Linked DNA regions of Sus scrofa: all the other regions are linked to region 1. The links are chromatin contacts, called in public HiChIP or PLAC-seq and promoter capture Hi-C maps. All regions are on one chromosome and are shown on one strand. The core of a region is the stretch at or near the end of the contact, and the rest is flanking DNA. Distances in the headings are between cores, read along the strand shown.

Evidence for each region. Promoter capture Hi-C pulls out the DNA fragments that hold promoters and counts their contacts. HiChIP or PLAC-seq counts read pairs in DNA pulled down with a chosen protein or histone mark.
Region 2: an H3K27ac HiChIP or PLAC-seq map of skeletal muscle shows a contact between it and region 1, with 11 times the contacts expected there. The contact joins the promoter of TNFAIP6 here to the promoter of MMADHC in region 1. A contact is called at or near these places in 2 of 2 datasets of contacts at active chromatin or transcription factors (alveolar macrophages and skeletal muscle).
Region 3: a promoter capture Hi-C map of liver shows a contact between it and region 1, with 6 times the contacts expected there. The contact joins the promoter of NMI here to the promoter of MMADHC in region 1. A contact is called at or near these places in 1 of 5 promoter capture datasets (liver) and 1 of 2 datasets of contacts at active chromatin or transcription factors (alveolar macrophages).
Region 4: an H3K27ac HiChIP or PLAC-seq map of alveolar macrophages shows a contact between it and region 1. The contact joins the enhancer-like site here to the promoter of MMADHC in region 1. A contact is called at or near these places in 3 of 5 promoter capture datasets (fetal liver, fetal skeletal muscle and liver), 17 of 47 Hi-C or Micro-C datasets (adipocytes, alveolar macrophages, brain and 11 more) and 2 of 2 datasets of contacts at active chromatin or transcription factors (alveolar macrophages and skeletal muscle).

Annotation. Positions count from the first base shown.
Region 1 is chr15:2,496,335-2,501,706 of Sscrofa11.1, reverse strand. It overlaps MMADHC (methylmalonic aciduria and homocystinuria type D protein, mitochondrial), which reads right to left and starts at 2,627. Exons shown (of 8, transcript XM_003133258.4): 1 at 2,504-2,627; 2 at 1,863-1,922. The coding sequence starts at 1,871. It overlaps LOC102159998 (a long non-coding RNA gene), which reads left to right and starts at 2,610. Exons shown (of 4, transcript XR_002339312.1): 1 at 2,610-2,735.
Region 2 is chr15:878,177-883,548 of Sscrofa11.1, reverse strand. It overlaps TNFAIP6 (tumor necrosis factor, alpha-induced protein 6), which reads left to right and starts at 2,197. Exons shown (of 6, transcript NM_001159607.1): 1 at 2,197-2,366. The coding sequence starts at 2,273.
Region 3 is chr15:938,696-944,067 of Sscrofa11.1, reverse strand. It overlaps NMI (N-myc-interactor), which reads right to left and starts at 2,689. Exons shown (of 11, transcript XM_003359414.4): 1 at 2,564-2,689; 2 at 2,345-2,470.
Region 4 is chr15:969,475-974,846 of Sscrofa11.1, reverse strand. No RefSeq gene overlaps it. Among named protein-coding and RNA genes, the nearest start is that of NMI, 31 kb to the right of the region's middle. Within about 2 kb of position 3,281, at least 36 of the 83 cell types and tissues checked have an H3K27ac peak or open chromatin away from gene starts, as enhancers often do. A contact at or near this core is called in alveolar macrophages, fetal liver, mesenteric adipose tissue and 4 more, where this site is marked.

The DNA of each region.
Region 1 (5,372 bases), core at 1,378-3,877:
TTTACCTCTCTAACTACTTCTTTACTATTTTTATCTTCCTTTGTCTTGCTCTACTCCCTAGTCACATAAAAACATCTACCCAACATTTCCCATATTTCTCTTTCTTTTATATTGCCATAAGATTTTTTTCTGCTAAAATATCCTTTTTCCCTCTCCTCCTAGGCCTGAAAAATTCTAACTCTTTCTTCAAGATTTGGATAAACAGAACCTCCTTTTTAAGTCTCCAAAATGCAATGCCTATTTCCGGAGCATTCTGCCCACCTGAAAATTTAAGCATCCTCCCTTGGGTATGTTCCTAACCTGCTTGAAGAGACAAAAATGATAATTCTCAATGAGCAACTGCGATATTTCACACAAAAGACCCAGATTTTGGCTGTTCTTAAAAACTCTGAAGATCTGGCAGCACTGGACTCACATTCCCAAGTGACATTTAGTTGGCCACACATCACTAAGGAAAGGTTTCTCCCTTTATACTGGAAATGAGTATTTCAGTTTGTACAAGTCCCCACCAAAGTGTCTTAATTTACCTGTTTAGCCTCTAAAGCATGGACATTTCTGACCCTTGCTATGTATGCTAACTAAATTGTTGAGGACACACACATGTGCATATTTCATTACTAACATCTATTCAGCATTTACAATGCATATAAGCTAACACAAATTTTTAAAAGTATATTTATTATTTTATGTAAACTTCTAACAATAAAGGATTTATAAAAGTATTTTTCAAAATGCCCTACTGAAGTAATTTATTCATTCAAACCAAAATAAAGCCAGGTTAAATATTAGCATCCTACCTTAATTAATACTTCTTTGAGAGTAGAACACCATTCTTTTACAACATTCCCTTCCTATGATTATGCCTAGGTAAAAATTCATCTTAAAACATGGGCCAGACTTGTGGTCTACTTTTATGACTTGGCCCTATAGTCTCATCCTTACACTATTACTATATCATGTTCAATTACAGGAATACTATTCCTGTTAATTGTTGTCATATTAGTCTTCCTAACATGTAGCTCTAATTACATCACCAACATTTAAGGAATAAAGTCCAAATTACTGAGTTTGTTTGGATCCACAATCCAACCTCATTTCCCACTTATCTCTTTATATTTTATCTTACATTAAGGAAAATAGACCTGAGTTACCGATTTTTGAAAAGAGGGGAGGGTGTCACCGAATATTCCTGCTATTCTGCCCACCCAAACCTCAGATTATCTAAATCTCACCCATCTTTCAAAACTCAAATTAAATGCTTCTCTGATTAAGTGAACCCAAACCCTACATAGATACTGTGCTCTGAATCTGCACTGTACCTTTGGGTAGCTTAAAAAAAAGTTTCTATTTTTATTGTAACTGTTTTCACATATGTCTTATGTCCTCTACTATATGAACTCCTTATGGCAGGATGTGTCTGAGTAATCACTGGACAGTTAAAGTTAGTAAATATATCTGGTCTATGGGAATAGTATCTCTTAGTCTCATTTTGTAGTATTTGTAACGTTATTTCCTGTACTGAAACTGCTACAAAACCTTCAGTTGACCTAACCAAAGAAACAGAAAACGTCTTAAAAACAGATTCTAAATATTTACTGAAATGGCTTTTAAAAATGTTGAAAGGATGCTGGTACCGAATTTTTTTCTAAAAACGAATCTGTAGAATAAATACACCTGTATTGAAAAGTTTAAAGCATATGAACCTAACTGCACACCCTTTTGCTTCTCTTAACATTTCTGATACACTAAGCATGAGTAACATTGTGCCACCAGTATCATTATAAGTAAACCCTTCCACTTTCCTAGCAAGTTCCCAAACTATTTCATTACCATACTGGTGCTTAAGAGACTGATTTACTCACATTGGCCATTTCTGGCGGAAAGGGCAGACGCAAATTATCTTTCCTTTCGTAAAGTTATGCCTGGGAAAGGACAAAACAAAACAGGCCGGTGACGGATTCAGCTCTGACAGACGGCTCGGGTAACGTTCACCACTGCCTGTGTCCCTCCACCGTCAAAGGCACCGAAGTGCAAGCTCTCCCCGTCCCCCAAGGAAGCCAGGATTCGTCCCCAGCCCCTACAGCGCACAGACCACGGTCCAGAGGCCGTGCAATTCTCGGCCCGGTCTGTGTCCGCAGAACACAACTCCGACTAGATGGGGTAGACTGAGAGACCGTCCACCAGTACGGAATCCTGAGGCCCCGAGCAGGTTGTTAACACAGGCCTGACCACAGCTCTAAGCGAGGGTGGGGAACGTGGAGCCGTCCACCGGGACAGCGTCCTGAGGCTCCGAGTAGGTTTTTTAACACAGGCCTGACCACAGCTCTAAGCGAAGGTTCGAGCAGCGCCGAGGGATGAGAAAGCAAAAAAAGTCCTAAAGACAGGACGACAGGATGACTGGGGACAGCGACAGGAGCCCTCTCGGAATAGGGGCAACACTGAAAGCTGGGGCACGAAGACTGGCGAATTTGGAGAGAATAACGCGGGTGGAAACAAGCCGTACCAGTCACCACCGCCGCCGCCTCCAGCTGTCCCAGCGCTCTACGCTTCCCGTCTTCAAAATGGCGGCGCGACGGCGGCGGGGTGAGCGTACGGGGGCAGCGAGCAGACTGAAGGAGTTGCTTCCGAGCGCGTCGATGGGCAGGATCGTCGAACCACCGCTGCGCACGCGCACAGTAGGCTTCCGTAGCGCCCCTTCCATTGGATAGTCCCGCCTGGCTGTGGGAGGAGAAAAGGTGAGTTGCGGTGACAAGACGGAGGGCTTGTGAGCTGAGTTTTGATGGGTCTTTCCTCTTTCCTTAACTCAGTGAAATATTTGAAAGCCTTCACTCTCCCTAACACTTTCTTTTTGCTTCTAGGAAGTATAGTCCTCTGTTCTTTGTAACGTGGTTTTTTTTTTTTTTTTAGTTTTTCGTGACTTACTGTTTTTGAGAATAGGGCATTTATGTTTTTCTCTTAATAGGCTCAGTAAATATATATCAAATGATGGACCTAGAGATTATCATACTAAGTGAAGAAAGCCAGACAGAGAAAGATAAATATAATATCAATTATATGTGGAATCTGAAATTTGACACAAACTTATTTACAAAACAGAAACAGACACACATAGAACACAAATTAATGGGTTCCAAAGGGGAAGAGGTTGGGAGGGATGAATTGGGAGTAGGGGAGTTAACAGAAAGGACATTACCATATATAAAATAGATAAACAAGGTTTATTGTACAGCACAAAGTACTTTATTCAATATCTTAGAATTAACAAGGAGTTGAAAGAATATATGTCAAATGACTTATTTATAAAGAGTATATATTTTCATTTGTCAGTTATACTTAAAAAAATTACCCTAAGTCCATACTTTATTCATGCAGATATTTTTAGCTGGGTCATGGTGGGCAAGTTTCTTTTTTTCTTTATGCGTTTAATTTCCTTACTTCTAAAACAAATAATAATAATGCTTAACTCGTAGATTGTTTCTGAAGACTAAATCAGTTCATCTATAGCTAACACATTATAGCGAGCACGCGCATGCACACACACACACCTCATAGCTTGAGAATCATAGAGGGTTCTGAGAAAAACCACTGAACTAAGTCTTGAAGTTACTTACACCTCGTTATTTTTTCATGCCTCATAATTTCTCTTTCAATTTGGCTCACTTGTCCAGGTTATATAATAAGATTTCTGGTTGAATGATATTCGTAAGCTTTTTGAATCTGGGAACCATATGTTATTCATTATTGCCAGGACAGAAAGTCCTCTGTCAGGTAGAGGTGGAAGTTAAGAGTCAGTGGTCAGTGGAATGGCAGGAGGCTGTCAGGAATAATTTCATAGTAGAAGTGGTGCTTGATCTGTGTTTTGAAAGATGAGTAGGTTTTTTTTTTTTTTTTTCCCTGAATGCCAAGAAAAGACAGAGGGGTGAGGACATTTCAGTCAAAGGAAGCTGTGTGGTCAGAAATAAGGAATTCAGAACACTATGGGCAGTTGGGAGATCCACAAGTAATCAAGGGGTTGAGTTGGAGGTTGACAGGGGCCAGATCATAGTTGGGCTTCAGTGTGTTACTAAGGTAGATTAATCCTGGAAGCAGATTTATGTAGAATTATGGCATTATCAGATTTGTGTCTTGGGGAGATCTTGGCCTTCAGTATAGCAGATAGGTTGGAAGGATGTGGAATTGGAACTGAATCGAGTGGTTAGGAAACTATTGCTGTGTCCATGAGAGCCTGATTTAAAGGTGAGGGGAAAGTTGAGGAATCAATACTGCATAGCTATCCATTAGTTGCAGATGAGGAAAAGGACAAGTTGAAGAGGACCTTCTAAATTTTTGACTTAAGATTTATGGTGAATGGAGTTGCTTTTGCTGAGATTGGGAATCCAGTGATAGTAATTTGTGAAATGTATGTTGTGTGGTGGCACTTGGGATTTTCCCATTATTTATTTTAATTCTCATAACAATCCAGAAAATGGGTGTGTTATTATCCTTATGTTAAATTTGAAGAAAATAAAGCACAAATAGATTACATGTATCACCAAAGCTTCCAGGGCTGGATTTAAATCTAGTCTCTTTGGGAGTTCCCATCATGGCTCAGTGGTTAATGAATCCAACTAGGATCCATGAGGTTGTGTGTTCAATCCCTAGCCTTGCTCAGTGGGTTAAGGATCTGGCATTGCCATGAGCTGTAGTGCAGGTTGCAGATGCTGCTCGGACCCTGTGTTGCTGTGGCTCTGGCGTAGGCCAGCAGCTACAGCTCCAATTTGACCCCTAGCCTGGAACCTCCATATGCTGCAGGAGCAGCCCAAAAAATGGCAAAAAGACTAAATGAATAAATAAATAAATCTAGGTCTCTTTGGTTTAAAAATAGTGTTTTCTTTCCCATAGGTGTTGTCTCCTAGGAGGAAAACAGGTTTTAGGAGAAAAGTAATGAATTTGATTTGGAATATCTTGAGTTTTAAGATGCCTGAGGGGCATATGTATTGGATTGTCAGTAAGTCATTTGGAAGTAGGCTTGTAGTTCAGGAAAGTGGTTTATGTGGGAGACAGAGATTTGAGGGTCATTGACGTGTGTAACGGTTAAAACTGTGGGAACCCCTTACTCTGGAGGTCAACAATAGGCTTTAAGGAAGGAAGGTCTGTAAAATTCCAGAAAATGTGTGCAGATTTTTGTATATTTGTAAGTAGATCCACCCTCTCCCCTTCCATTGAGTGAGACCGGGAATCAAACCCTCATCCTCATGGATTCTAGTCAGGTTCGTTACCGCTGAGCCACGACAGGAGCTCTGCCTCTTCGGATTGCTAAGGAGTTCATGACCCTGGTAAGATCAAGAACCACTAATGTAGAATATAAGGGAAAAGGGCACAAATCAGAAGAC
Region 2 (5,372 bases), core at 948-3,447, 1.6 Mb after region 1:
ATAGAACTGAACACCCCCTCAAAACCAGAGCCCACAGGAATTGGCACTGTTTTCTCTTTCTTGATGATAGGGAGGGTAGGGTTTCCAAACATTGTACAGAGGTGGGGTGAGTTGTGTGGGGAAATGGAAGGGGGAGAAAGAAATCCTCCACCCTAGATTGGGTTAATCCATCAAAATAATCATTAAATGTAAATGTTCAAACAAGTTGAATATTTACACCCTGTTATACTTGGAGCTTTGTTAAAATGCAGAGGCACAAAGAAGGGTATCTCTTGTTTGTTATTTGACCTAAGTAAAAATTAATTTCCAGCCCTTTCCTGAGAGTAATTTTTGATAAATAGAACCAGAAGGAATTGGTGTTCCCATTGCGGTTCAACGGTAACAAAACCAGGTAGTTCCCTGAGGATGCAGGTTCGATCCCTGGCCTCACTCAGTGGGTTAAGGATCTGGGATTGCCATGACCTGTGACATAGGTCGCAGATGTGGCTCGGATCTGGGCATTGCCGTGGTATAGGCCGGCAGCTGCAGCTTCAATTCGATCCTAGCCTGGGAACTTCCATATGTCACAGGCCTAAAAAAGAAAAGACAGAAAAAAAAAAAAAGAGCTAGAGGGAATTGAGTATTTTAGAGAGATGCCAAAATTACACGGGCAGAGAATGTGACCAAGCCAAGAATGGGGAAGGCAGTGATGGTTCCGCTGTAGCCTTGCACAAGTAAATTTATATTTACTTCTAAACCACGAACTTAAAATACTCATATAATTCCACTTTCCAGAGAAGTATCATGGTTTGTTCCTTCCATGTATCTATTCATCCTGTTCTCACTGACCTTGCCTGTCTTCTCCATAGTCACACCCACCTGGTCTAGACTATATAATTTTTTTGCACTAAACTTAAACCCTCTATCAGTGAACTGGGCTATAATCCTCTCTTCTCTTTGCCATGGGCCCCATATAGAGATTTTGAACCCTAATAGCTTTATGCACATTTGAGTGAGTGTCTAGTAAATTCTGTACCCTCAACCTATCTCCCACAAATGATCTTCCCAAGACTTTGATGTGCAATGCAAAGATGCCTAAGGGATTCAAGGCTAACTTTAGCAAGTCCAAAAGCGGACATTTTCAAAGTATTCCAATATCAATGGAGGAACCAAGAAAACATGAAGAAGCAAATATAATGGGAGCAAATGGAAAGTTGTTCGGAGGCTAGGGTAGTGATGCTAAGTAGCAAAGAATGACCAATCAGAAAGCGAAGCCAAAGCTGCCCCAAAAATGGCTGTCTATCAATGAGGAAAGCCACTAGTGTCGACGCAGTGGGTTATTACCAGGCATGTTTCCTAAGGACCCTGCACAAAAAGCGAAGGAAGTTTGGGGTATCTTAAGACATGGTGACTTAACTATAATAATCGTTACCTATATTTTGATTATCTTCAATGTTAGAATGATTTGGACAAGTAGGGCCATAACTGTTTTAACTTTATAACTATCTATCCATCCACCGTTCTCCAAGAACTTCAAGGATTTATGGCTTGGAAAAATTTACGTTTTTGTAAGATAGCCCCAAACTACTGGAATGTTCTTAGTCTCCGAAACCAAACTACTTTTCTAGAAGCGACATATTTCCCTGCTGACCACCGTAAATCAAGGGCTGCAACAGACCCCACCACAGGACAAAAGCAGACAGAGGGTAAAGAAATCCGACATCACTGAAGCAGTTTAGAATTTGCTAAACTGCACATTTTTGTTTCAAACTTTCTATACAAGCTTGGCAATATTTAAGGAAACCTGTAGTAATACCACCAGGGTCAAGTTCAAGATTAGTGTTTAAGCCCAAACCCCATATTCTGTAATTGACTTACTCCAAATAAGACATTCAGGTTTTCTCTTGAAATTCCTACTGAAGTGTCTTGCTTTCGTTTTTTTGAAACCACTGCTGAATCTGCACCAAATTAAAACAAACTTCCTAAAAGTGTCTGTGACAGACAGAAGAAATGAACCCCTTTCCAAGTAAGTGAATTTTAAAATGTAGATGATCGTCATATACCCATCGTTTTGGTTGCCAATGCAAATGAGTCAGAGGATTTGCCTCAGACAGTGAGTTAATTGTGTAACTCCACGGCGGAAAATGCCATTGGAGAGTACTTGCTGACCTCACAGCTGAAAAAAACCATTTAAAAGATGTGGAAACCAGATGTTTCAGACACATTTCAGCTTCTGCTCTGAGAATTTATCCTGAGCAGCCCTTAACAGGCTATTCCTCCTCTACAACTAGAGATGATCATCTTAATTTACTTATTTGTCTTCCTGTGGGAAGAGGCTCACGGATGGGGATTCAAAAACGGAATTTTTCATAACTCCATATGGCTTGGTAAGAAACTTTACTCATGAGCTTCTTGTTGGGAAAGTGGCTTCTTTGAACGAATGGAGAAGTGAATCAAAGCTGTAAAATTTTCTCTTCTGTTCAAGGCTGATATTTTCAGAGAAAATGCTTAGGAATGATAGCTACTGGAATAATATATCATTTTTTGAAAAGTGTGCCTTCTAAAATTTAAAAATACCTTTTCATAAAGTGGCCTATTCAATAGAAATCAGAGGTTAATATTTATATTCCATATGAAAATATATTTTAAAATTTCAAAGCAGGTGTGGTAGCATAATGGGGAACATGTCTTTAAAAAAATAAAGTCACCAATATATTATTTTGTTTTTACTTCAATGCATTTGCAGTCAGATTTTATAATCATAAGAGAATCATAACAGGTAAGAAGGAATATACAATAATTTTATAATCATTGCTCCAAGTACTACGGCCTGTAGTGAACATCATGCTTTTTTTCCAAACATCTTTAGACTGGTTTGACAAAGCCAACTTACAATATAGAAAAAAGTGAAAAAGGCTTGTATTTCTGAATGCATTCTTACCATTTGATTTCTTTTGTTCGAGCTATATGTTTAAGTACTTTCCTATTTCTTTTGTTAGACAAAGAAAGTTTCTTTTAATTTGTTTTGTTAAATGTAAGGAATGACACAGGCCTGACTATGAACATAAACAATAGACCAAAAAATGCTAAATAGCGAAAATCCAAGATACCCTATATAGTACACTAAACAATGCTTTAATTCTCATGAGACAAATTAATATTGCTCTATGTTCACTGATGTGTGGGATAGGGAAATTTTTTGAACTACACAAGACGAAATTGACAAATGCTGGTATAAAATAGAGAAATAGAGAGAGGGCAAAATTAGCCTAGATTTTGAGTTTTCAACTTGCTAAGGAGCACAGCTGTAGGATATTTTCCCTTTCCGCATGTTTCTCTCTGGTAATGACCGCAGCCATGAGGATTTCATTAAAAGCTCGATTTGTAATGCACAGCCTTGCTGCCTCTTTTTTCAGCCTGAGCCAGTGAACTACTTTCATGCTGAACAGTGTGATCCATTTGGCCAAAATGGGGTCTGGTATTTACTAGAGAAATGAGCAAGTCTCTGTTTATTTTCATTGCATACCATCAAACTTAGAAAATATACACCTATTTGTCAGAAATGAGAAAAATGATCATAAAGCTAGTAAGAATTAAACCCATATGGATGACCATTGAAGTGCCGTCCAATTCTCTAATAATCAAGTGGTTCAGAGCTATTGTTTTTTTAAATGATGTTATTGTATATTATCAAAATATAAACCTAGACAACAGAAGTCCTGTCCTAGAGATAGAGAGGAGCAAACTCAAATGTTTGTTAACAGCATGCTGTGCATGTGAGGCCCTGGGTGATTGCATATTTCTTCAATGTGGGACAAATTATTGACCAGTCAGCCTAACATAAATTGTTTACAGTTGGGTAGGTCAACGTAGTACTAGAAAACTATTTAGGGAGGGAAGAGAGTTGAATTAGAAGGAAGGACTCTGCTTAGCAACTATCAAGAACAAGGCACTTTAAACTCTTAGTCTCAGTTCCACGCTGGTAAAATGAGAAGGCTGAAGTAGAGGACCCCTAAGGTTTATTTTTAACTCTGGTATCCTCTATTTCCTTAAATAGTAATTTTAAAAAAAAAAACACTTAAGGACAAGAGACTTCAACTACCTTGTATGGATCATGAAAATCAGAATGCACAGATAAGCAATTCCTATTAGCCATTGTATTTAATCCGAAAAAGGAGCAGGGAAAAGTAATATTATCATGAGCTCCTACTAGGAACAAGAAGCTATGCTTATGGATTTTACAGTTTATCCAAAAAAGAAAAAAAAAAAAAAGCTATCATGATTCCCATTTGACAGATGAGGAAACTGAGGCTCAGGAAGTAATTTATACAAGGTCACACAACCTATCCACTGTAAAACCAGAAGCAGAAATCAGACCCAGCATCCCAGCATGATACTGTCACCACTTACCAAAAATACAAGGAAACTATTGGCCAAATAGTCTTTCAATTTTAATGAACGATGACAAGAAAAACTAACAAATTTTTACTTCTGAAAGGTGAAACTTAAAATTGTGACTCATTGTACAAAGGACCCTCTTAGCAGTTTAAAATTCTGAATTGAGAAATGCTTTAAAATAAATGTGTGCTAAAAATTTTTAAGTGCATATGCCAAGAGTTCTCAATTTGTTCATGAGGCAATACGATGGGAAGTTTGGGTCTCTATCAGGAAAAATGTGGAATGTTAATATAATTGAATAAATTAAAATTTATAGACATTTCTGCTATGTAAGTTACTATTCTATTACTATGTAAGTTTCAGGAGGTACCAAAAGTTTAAGAAAAATTACCAGGAAGAACACTTAAAATTCCCTTTTTAAACTTTCTGTTAGTTTACTTTTTTCCTGCAAACATCTGTTAAAAGAAAAAACTGAAGCATATTTAAAATTCTGAGCTTATTTGAGCAAAAATCCATTCAAATTTGGCAGCATCCAATCTAGCAGATAGAAAGACATGCCGAGGAGCAGTACAAAAATGCAAGACTTTTATAGGCAGAAGAAAGCAGGAATAAGGAAGTTTTACTTGACGAAAAAACAGTTTGGTTATTGCAAGGTTACTTTCCTTTAGGGGATGGCAGAGGTCTGAAGGCAGATGATCTAACCAGTGCTGATCTGGAGATTTCTGACTGACTAGTTTAAGATTCCATTTCTGGGTGAGCCAAAACAGTACTTAAGACTTGGTTTGGTGAGGTGGGCTTAGCATAAGGGACTGCATTTGGAGCTCGTTGTCTAGTTTTTAACACACCATATTTTTATTTTTGGAGTAAAATACCAAGGAAATCTTAGTTTGAGAAAACTTGGCAGACAAAATTATTCCTATCAATTTTTTTTCAAGTAAAAATCTTTTAGTCAGAGAACAGATACAGTTTTAACATTTTAGGAGTTCCCATCATGG
Region 3 (5,372 bases), core at 1,440-3,939, 1.6 Mb after region 1:
ATGAGGTTGCAGGTTCGATCCCTGGCCTCGCTCAGTGGGTTAAGGATTCCAAGTTGCTGTGGCTGTGGTATAGGCTGGGAGCTGTAGCTTCAATTCGACCCCTAGCCTGGGAACCTCCATATGCCATGGGTGTGACCCTAAAAAGACAAAAAATAAAATAAAATAAAATAAAATAAAACAAAATAAATTAAAAAGATGGGAGTTCCCGCATGGCATAGCAGGTTAAGGACGTTGCGTTTTCACCGCAGCAGTGGTTGCTGCTGTGGCACAAGTTCAACCCCTGTGGCCTCCCCTCCCCAAAAAATAAAAATAAAACAACTTTAATAAATAAAATAATTTAAAAGATATATTAGTAGCTCTTGATTGCATCAACAACTGCATAGTCCTTACAATAGTGTTCACCCAAGGTCGTACACAATCTAACCCCAACTTACTTCCCAGTCTTCCTAGTCCATTTATACAACTCCTGGACTAAGTCCCTTAACCACATTGATGTCTCTAAGGGTTTCTCTTCTCCTTCCTGTCCCTCAGTGTCACATCCTTTCTCCCCTCCCAACCTTAATCTCCACCTGAGATTCAACATTCATCCCAACCCCCCCCCCAAGTTCTTGAAGCTTCTTCTGATTCCCCCAAAGGACGTTACTTCTCTCCCTATTACCTCTTTGGGGGAACTTTAATTATTTGTGCATCTGCATCATTGTCCATGACTGTGTCATGACCTTAAGGACAGGGACCATGTCCACTCCTTGTATCCATTCAGAGCACAAGTTCACACTCAGAAAACACTCAATATTTATAGAATTGTGTGATATCTTGATCCAGATATCTGTTATGCTCAGTACATCCCAAGTATATGAGGTTCTCTTATTATGCTTCCAAAAAACAGAAGCTGTAACATTATTTGCATTTTTTTTTTTTAGGTCTATACTCTTAAGACCTTGTAGTAAAGGCTCTCGATAATATATTTAATTCATATAAATGGTCTACTACATAAGATCCTCAAAACTTCTTACAGCATATCTAGCATCTGGATACTTTCCCTCTTGGCATGAATGGGAATAGTTTTTCTTTTATGCAATCAGATGGTGGGCAGAATAATGGCTTCCCTTAAAGATGCCCATATCCTAACCTCAAGAATCTGTGAATATGTTAGGTTACTTACAAAGGAGAATTAAGGCTGTTGACTGAATGAAGGTTGATAATCAGGTAGATTTAAAATATAAAGATTTTCCTGGATTCTTGGTGAGGACAAATGTAATCACAGCGTCCTTCTTCAAAGAGAAAGAGGAAAGCAGAAGAGCAGAATCTGAGTGAAATGTGACAAGAGAAGAATGATCAGAGATGCAACATTGCTGGCTCTGAAGACAGAGAAAGAGACGACGGAGCCAAAGAAGGTGAGCAATCTAAAGAAGCTGGAAGAGAGAAAGAAAGCAGATTCATCCCATTAGCCTCCAGAAGGGAAGGCAGCCTACAGACACCTTGATTTTAACCCAAGGACCCCCAACTGGACATCTAACGTATAGAATTTTAATAGAATATACTTAGGGCTCTTAAAGCCTTCAAGTCCGTAGGAATGTATGGCAGTGAATGAAAAAACTAATACAAACCGCCTCCACCAATTTATTACCTATTTCCCTAATATACTCGTATCACTCTGGTGCCCGGCCTAATAGAATTAAATCTTCCCACACGCATGCCTGGCAGCAAAAAGAAAGGAACGAGGTGAAGGGGAAACAGAGGTGGTGATTAATGATGATATAAATAATTAAAAAAAAAAACCTTATGCTTGTTTTATAGACAAGGAAACACCGCCTTCTTTTGTGGATGTCTCTTTCTAAAAGTCCCTGCGTATTCGTAAAAGTGAGGCACGACTGCCAAACCCTGAGCCTGCCAAGAGCGTAAATCTCATTAAGGGATTCTTTTTCCGAAGAACCATCTCCAGAGACACTAGAAGAACAGTGGGGAAACACAAACCGTGTTAAGTTTCAATTTCCGAAATGAAGCAAAGCAAAGGAAACTGGGTCAGAGGCCGGTACGGCACAGAGAAGGCCTCGTGGGCCGGGCAGGCGCGTCCGCTCGCTTGCAGGGCGGTCCCCGCGACCCCGGCTGCGGGCTGCGCAGGAGCACGGCGGTGGGGCTGGGGCTAGGGGTCCCGCAGAGCCGCTGACCACCCGCGCCCCGCCACCACCCCCGCCCCGCCACGCCTGCTCTCGGCCCGGCATTCCCCACCCTCCTCCCACCACGAGGTCCCCGGCCCCGCAGAACTCGCCGGGATGCCACGCATGGCCCGTCCAGCCCATGACTAAGAAGAGCCCGGCAGCGGGGGAACAAGGCGCCCACTTACCCGCCTCGGGCGGCCAAGCGCGGCGACCCGCTTCCGGAAAACTCCCTGGCTGCGCGCTGGGGCTGCCTGGTCGGAAGTACCTTGTACCTTTTTCAAGTGGGTGTCCTCGGGCTCAACAATTTGATGCTTTAAAAAAAAAAAGTAAGAAAGAATGAATTAAAAGAGAAGTAAACTACTCAAATAATGCCTTTCAATCTAGCCACTGCTCGAATGCCAAACCTGTTGTCTCCAATGATTGGTCACTAAGTTATACTTATTTTCACTTTCGATATTTAAAACGTGGTGGTTTTGTTTTTGTTTTGAGAATCTCTTCCTAGAGTATTCCTGTAGTTTCCCTAGATGCTGATTTTAGAACATGTTTTAAAAACCACTCCTTTGTATGTGTATTACAGGACGTATTTTTGGAAAAGTGGATAGAAAACAAAAGTGAGAGTCTCTCACACGATGGTATAACTCTCCCTGTAATTTGCTGGTCTTTATAACCTTAATCTACAAGTGTTTGCAGCCAGCAAGGTCCACTTTTGTGCATTTCTTTTGCAACTTCCCAGGAAGTTGGGAAAGCTGTGATGTTCTGTGGGTTTCTATGACCTGTGTCCCTTGAAAGTTGTCTTCTTTTGTTTTGTGGTGAAGCTTGTAAATAAATACCTCACTAGGTGTGATCTTCTTTGAAATGGAAAACATCTGGTTTATTTCAAGAGTTGCAGGGTTTCTTAATCCTGCAAAAAGAACCACCCCACAGCTGTACTTGGTTGTAAATAGAGCCAGGAAGGAGACATATCAAAATGACTTCCAGGCATCAGTTCTAGTCTATAGTGCTATGCAATCATATGTGATAACTGATACAGTGATCTAAAAGATTAACCAAAGCCGAATTCCTTTATGTCAAGAATATTGATGGCAATCAGTTAAAAGTATCCTTTCTAAGTGAGAAAAATTAAGTGGTGCTTGGACATTTGTGCTCATCAGCCCAGTTAGAAAAGTCCCAACACTCCACCTGCTGCAGCCTGAGAACTACTTTTGTTCTCCCGTTGAATTTTAGAAAACATGAACTCTAGAATTTATTTAGTTCAAACTTCATTTCTTCTTTTTGTTTTTTATAAGAAGATACTAAGCAATAGGATCATGACCAGAGCAGGATTCATGTAAGTTTGACTGCAATCCTGTGAGAGGATAAGGGATGCAGGTATTAGGGAAGACTTTGCCCACTCACCTGCTACGGCTGAGCCATGTAACAATCTGAAAGCAACTCTTCTTCAAATCCAGTACTCTGCAACACTGGGTTCTGAAAATGAATAGTCAGTTCCCAGATGTGTTTTTCTTTTAAAGTATGGTTGATTTACAATATTGTGCCAATTTGTGCTGTACAGCGAAGTGACCCAGTCATACATCTTTATACATTTTTTTTTTTTGTCTTTTGTCTTTTTTAGGGCTGCATTCTCAAGCATAGGGAGGTTCCCAGGCTAGGGGTTGAATCGGAGCTGTAGCTGCCAGCCTATACCACAGCCACAGCATCTCGGATCCAAGACACTTCTGCAACTTACATCACAGCTCACAGTAAGGCCAGATCTTTAACCCACTGAGAAAGGCCAGAGATTGAACCCACATCCTCATGGATACTAGTCAGGTTCGTTAACCACTAAGCCACGGCAGGAACTACTCTATATACATTCTTTTTCTCACATCATCCCCCATCATGTTCTATCTCAAGAGACTGGACACAGTCCCCTGTGCTGTACAGCAGGACCTCATTGCTTATCCGTTCTAAATGTAAGAGTTTGCATCTACTAACCCCAAACTCCCAGTCCATCCCACTCCCTTCCCCTCCCTGCTCCCAGATGTAGTATTGTTCATCATCATTACTGAGAACTCCTAGGCATTTTTGCCAACTACAACATGAGATATACGTATTATTCCCATTTTGCAGATGAGCTAAGGCTTAAAGTGGTGATCCAAAAGCAAGCAATTACTATGTAATGACATTGATGTCTTGCTCTACTCTCAACCACGAAATCAGTGTCTCCACACTGTGTTCTACAGTGTATGAAGAAGAAGGAATCCTATGGGCATGTTTGATTAGGAAACGTTGCATTACTGCATTTACATTTGAGAGATCCCCAGTGCACATCAGCACATTAAGAGTTTTGAGAAATATTGCAGGGGAAAATTAAAGCACACATTTAAAAGTTTAGTTTTGAAAAAAATAAAAAAGTTTAACTTGGAGTTCCCTTTGTGGCTTGGTGGTTAGCAAACCTGACTAGGATCCATGAGGACAAGGGTTCAATCCCTGGCTTCGATTAGTGAGTTAAGAATCTGGTATTGCCATGAGCTATGGTGTAGGTCGCAGACACAGCTCAGATCCCACGTTGCTGTGCTGTGGGGTAGGCCAGCAGCTATAGCTCCAGTTCTGGGAACTTCCATATGCCGAGGATGCAGCCATAAAAAGCGAAAAAAAAAAAAAAAGTTTAACTTTATTTAAACTTGAATTTACCAAACTAATTTGAACACTAAATCCTTTTTTTCAAGGAACAGCTGTTAAAATCTTGAGAAGTTTCTAATGGGGCAAATTGATCAATGCTTTACTAATGATAGGATTCAGGACATGCTTCCACAAAATATGGCACCTTGGCATATTGATGTTTTAAGGGAAAGAAGTTTGAGAAAACAGTAGAAGCAAAACGGTCACTCTGCCCTTCCCCCCACCCCTCTCCCACTCTTCTCTGAAATAGTTCAAAAAGCCTCCTGTGAGAGGTGTTTTCCCTATACCTATAGGAAAGGTGTATTCTTATCTCCAAAATCAAAGGACACAGAGAAGAATCCTAACAAACCAGACTTGCCGTTTCCCCCAGTTTACTACGATTGTCTCATACTCTTTGACCTATCATTTATCACCATGATTATCCACTCTTCATCAAACCTAGCATAAAGATATTCAGGTCTGTTTCTGCAGGTCTTCATTTCCTTATGAAGACTTCCATGTCATGCAAAACTTATGTTAAATAATTTTGTATGCTTTTCTCCTGTTCATCTG
Region 4 (5,372 bases), core at 2,032-4,531, 1.5 Mb after region 1:
GCCAACCAAATGACTTGGTCTGGCTTCCCTTCTTCAGTAAAGAATTTTCAGCTCTTCCTGTCATCTTTAAGGAAACATTTCTCAATCGTCTGAGTGGAACTGTGGTAGACTATGGCAGGAAGAAGAACAGTTCAGTAACTAAGAGTATCAGTAAGTTATATTACATCACCAGGCTTCAGTTTCCTCATCTGTGAAAGGGGGATAAAGACAGCACTCACCTCACAAGGTTGCTTGCTGTCAGGACTGAATGAAGATATGTAATGCACTTGAAACTATGCCTGGCAAGTAAGTGTTTGCTGTTATCTCTTCATTCACGAGCTCATTCCTGAAATGCTATTTCTTGAAGAATACAATTATAAAACAGACACAATACTTCCTTCATAATTCCAACATAACCAACATTTTATGTGAGCACTTAGTTAGGCTTAGTAAACAAAAGTAAAAATGGCCAGTAGCCTTAAACCAATGGAATTCAGTCAAGTAAGTATTTCTGACTACCTGCATCAGAAATACTTACCATCTGTGAGTTTCCATTGTGGCTCAGCGGTAACAAACCTGACTGGTATCCATGAGGACATGGGTTTGATCCCTGGCCTTGTTCAGTGGGTTAAGGAACAAGCTGTGGTGTAGGTCACAGATGTGGCTCAGATCCTGAGTGGCTGTGACTGTGGTGTAGGCTGGCAGCTGCAGATCCTATTCTACCCCTAGCCCAGCAACTTCCATATGCAGCAGGTGTGGCCCTAAAAAGAAATAAAGAAAAAGAAATACTTTCCATCTAAGCAGCTTCTCAAATCAATTTTCCAGCATTCTATTTGGAGTAAACACAAACTTTGTAAATGTTTAAGATATTGCCAGAGTTCCAGTTGTGGCTCAGAGGAAACAAACCTGACTAGTACCCATGAGAATGCAGGTTTGATCCCTGGCCCTGCTCAGTGGGTTAAGGATCTGTCATTGCCACGAGCTGTGATGTAGGTCACAGATACAGCTCAGATCCTGTGTTGCTGTGGCTGTGGTTCAGGCCTCAGCTGCAGCTCTGATCCCACCCCTATCCTGGGAACTTCCATGTGCTACAGGGGTGGCTCTGAAAAAAAAGAAATTGCCAGTGGCATAATAATAGTCCAATTTGTTTATACATTACAATTAAAGCTACCTCTCTTTTCTAAAAATTGGGGTTACAGAGAAAGTGAGGTTTCCTCAGAGTTTAGTGAGACTTTTTTCAAAGTTTTATACCTAGATATTATCTTTGTAATCAGACTGGGTTTACCTCTAGCCCCATTTTTTGCCAGCTGGATGACTTCAGACAAATGTTTTAACCTCTTCGCATCCTGGTTTCTTCCCCTACAACGTGAGGATGGCAATGCCTATGATGAAAGCTAGTCACAAGAATTAAATTAGATAATCTTTATAAAGATCACACATGGCATCACCACTGCTCAGTAAAGGGAGGCAGCAGACATTAGTGTTACTATTGCTGAGATTTATTACCTAAATTTTTGCCTTATTAATCTCACAACCTCATAAGGACATGTCAGAAGATCCTATAACATTGATGTGTGTTTTAGAAAAATTAACCAGTACCTGAACATACCTCAAACTTAGTTGTTCACAGGCCAACTTAATAGTTCTTTTCTACTTTCCTTCCAAAATAAATGTTTCCTTTCTAAGCTCAAAGTGAAGAGTGTGTGAATAATTCTCAGTGAGCTCTTTTACCTGTTTTTCATTGTTTGACTATTTGTTACGGAAGTTACCTTTAATGGAGGAAAACACTTCCTTAAAATAATCAAGGAGAACTAGAGTGCATAGGAAACAGTAAAAATAGATAAATGTGTTTCACCATCCTAGCCCCAAGTGGTAAGATGTACTTATACCAAAATAGCTCCAAAAAAGGAAAAAAAAAAAAAAAAAAAAAAAGACAGATTTTCAAACTTTCAGGAAATTTTGTTCCATAAGAGATCTTTCTTGATTTACTATGCAATGTCTGGTCCCCACAGTCCACACCAACCTCAGTGGGTAAGTAGACAGTGAATTAGCTTCCTTTTTGTTCTACATCAGTGTCAAAGAAAAACTTTAATCAATTTAAACTCAGGAAACCTACCCCGCCTCTGTCCTCAATCAATCCCAATGCCATATTTCTTTATTAAAGTGACTATAGTTATCTTTGACATCAAAGAAACTTTACCTTTCTATCCACAATTAAGAAGAAAAAGATATCTCGGGATCCCGATGCCTCAGACGCCTTTCAAGAGTTAGCAGTACAGGATTTTGAAACAAGAGTAGCATCTTGGCCAAAAGCATTTCCCCCATATCAATGATATATTTTACCTTCGACCTTCATATCAGATAGCAAAAAGACATAAAGGAAAACTGTGAGCTTATTTTTGTAAGTAAAGCACTTGGGAGAAAAAACTAAACTCATTCAATACGGTTATATTTCTTTTCTTAAAATCAATTATTTATTTTCATTCGCGTCGTCTTTACCGCCACCGGCAAACAAAATCGCATTTGCATCTCACCAAAGCTTTGGCATTTCCGGGACCCTATCTTTTCTGACCAGGAATTGAAGGCTCTGTCACTGTTTTCAAGCGCTTGATGTTAAGAACATGGAGAGCTACATCTGAAATTTGCTAACTGTTCTTGCTAGGCGGCACAGATGGTGACAACACCGAGCCCTTTGTGTCTAGACAAAGAATTAAGGCCACAGGAGAGAATTCTCGCTCATGCAGACAAGGCATCAGGATGCTTTCCCAACTTGTGTCCTTGGCTCAAATCCTTTCTGGCTTCTCACTCTCCCTCTATTCCGTCACTTCCTTCCTTTTCTCCTTCCTCTTTCTTTCCTTTCTTCTCTCTTTCTCCCTCCCTTTTTTCTCGGCCTCACCAGTGGCATGTAGAAGTTGCCGAGCCAGGGTACTGGCCCTTTCAAAAGCAAACAGTGGAGTCCATTGCTGGGCAGTTTTCTCCGCTCCTGTCCCCCGTAGCGTAGGAGGACCACAGCTAAGTCCTAAGACAGGCCGCGAGGCCACCCCTCGACGAAGCAGCTGTGCCCCCGACTTTAAAGCGTTAGGTGCAGAAGGTGGCCAAGGCGGGGCTTTTTTTGGAGCTGGCCCCTCTCGAAAGCCTGCAGTGAATTCCCGAACTGCAGCACCGCACCCCCGCCACCCCCACCTCCGGCAGGTGCAGAAAGGCAGGGCGGGGCTTGCTTGCAGGGGAGCCAGCACCGCTCACCCTCGTCCGCCCCGCCCCGCCCCGCGTCTTCCTGGGGGACCATGGCAACTGGACACGGGCTTCTGTGCCCTGCAAAATCCACAGCAAAAGCAACTTGCCATGGCTGAGGAGAGGCGCGCTCTCTGCGGCCGGAAGGTTTTGGTTTCCTGTTTTCTGTTCCCGCTCATTTGAAAACTTTGTGAGAAAGGGGCGGCCGGTCCATCCACCCAGCAGTTCTGCGGCCTCGGAGCATCGGGGTGGGAGCCCGGATCTAGGAAGACTGCTGCCAGGATGCCCTCGGTAGTTTCTCAACTTGTGAAACTACGCTGGAGAGAGGCCAGAGGGATTCCCCGGCAGAAATGCGGGAATTCTCTGGGTGCTATGTGTGTCCTATGCGCGGTGGAATCCAGATTCTTCTTCCTATACTTTCGTTATCTGCCTAGTCGTGTCCTCACCGCACCTGTTTCTCCTCTCGGCACCTGCCTGGCAAGAGTGGCCAGGTGCGCAGGGCATGGGATCCAAAGGAGCAAGATTCTTGCCGAGAGAACGCAACATCCTGTCCACACCAGGCTTAGATTCCTGAGTCTGGCATCTACAGAGACACGGGACTACACATACATAGCTTCAGAATCAAAGAGAGCCTGAATAAGAAAGGCAAATGGCTGGCTAATACGCAGAAGTTCAATTCCACTCCTAAGAAATACAAATTGAAAGCATAACAGGATCCCTTCTTCACACAATTAGATTGGTAAAAATTTTAAAGTATGGTAAAATTTACCGGTTACTCAGTGTTAACCAGAGAGCAAGGAAGCATCAATTTTTGGGTGGCCTATAAGGCCTGTGCTTGCCCAGCTTCAAGATAGAAAAAAGAGCCCAGAGTCAGCAACAGAGACTTCAATGGTTTAATGGATGGGTGAGCTCACACCTCTGAGGAAGGTCATTGGAGCGACACTCCCACGGGGTGTGTGTGTGTGTGTGTGTGTGTGTGTGTGTGTGTGTGTGTGTGGTGGCAACTCTGGTGGCAGTCTTGGTCTTGGTGGGTGGGGCATAGAGATTTTCAGTTATAGGGGGAATTCATTCAGCTCATCAGTTACCAGGGAAACCAAGGAGGCACACACCCCTCATTGCCCCTTTAATACGCTGTCACTAGCTAGGGCCTGGGAAAAGTAGATAGGGAGTTCAGTCATGTGCATAGGGTACAGGTGAAACAAGCACTGGTCAAGCAAGAGATGTACAGAGAGCAAAACAACAGCTACCCTGAGTGACCTGACCACGAAATCAGTGTTCCTGCAAGTGTAGACAGGGCAAACATTTCTAAGGATTTGGGCCCTTCTCAAAAATGTAAAGTGCAAAAAAATGTAAAAATGTATATATTCTTAGAATTATCAGCTCCACTTTCAGAACAGAACTGAAATTACAGGTCACAAGTAGAACTAAGATACTCTACAGAAATTTTAATTGTGCGTTGCTTGTAATATAATTTTTTAGAAAGACTGAGATCCACCCAGTTAAACTATTGCTTATATGGTGGATGGCACAAAGGCTATGACGATTTTTAAACAATGAGGTAGATCTATAATGCTCTAATTTCTATTTTATATTCAGATTCCTACATTTATATGCCCACTCAAATGTTTGATAAACCTGTTAAGTGTAACAGGAACTTCCTCCCATTTCTCCCTCAGTAAATAATTAGCACTCTCACCCACCTAAGAGCTTAAATTCCTAACTCACTTGTCTTCCCTAACTCTTCTTTTCTTTATATTACATTCTGTAATCCAAACACTCTCTCCAACTTTATCTCCACCCCTAGATCAACTCTGCCTTCCGCCTAGTTCCCCGTCAATTCATTCTGGATACCACCCCCAGGACGATATTTTTAAAATGTAAATCAGGCTTGATCCCCGTTTGAACACATCATTGTTTTTCCACTGCACTTTGAATAAAATTTACATTCCCCATAGGGAATCCACCTAGGGGGATTTTCCAGGCTACTTTTGGCCTGGATGGCTCCTCCCTAAAATTCACTTAACTGGCTCATTGCTGTCATTAGAGACTTAGCTGTTTCTGATCCCTCAGTCTAAATTTGTCCTTGATTGAATCATTGATTTGATCCTGTCATAAAGCAGAGTTTAACAGTCTTTGTTACTCAAAAAAGTTTTCTCAGTTTT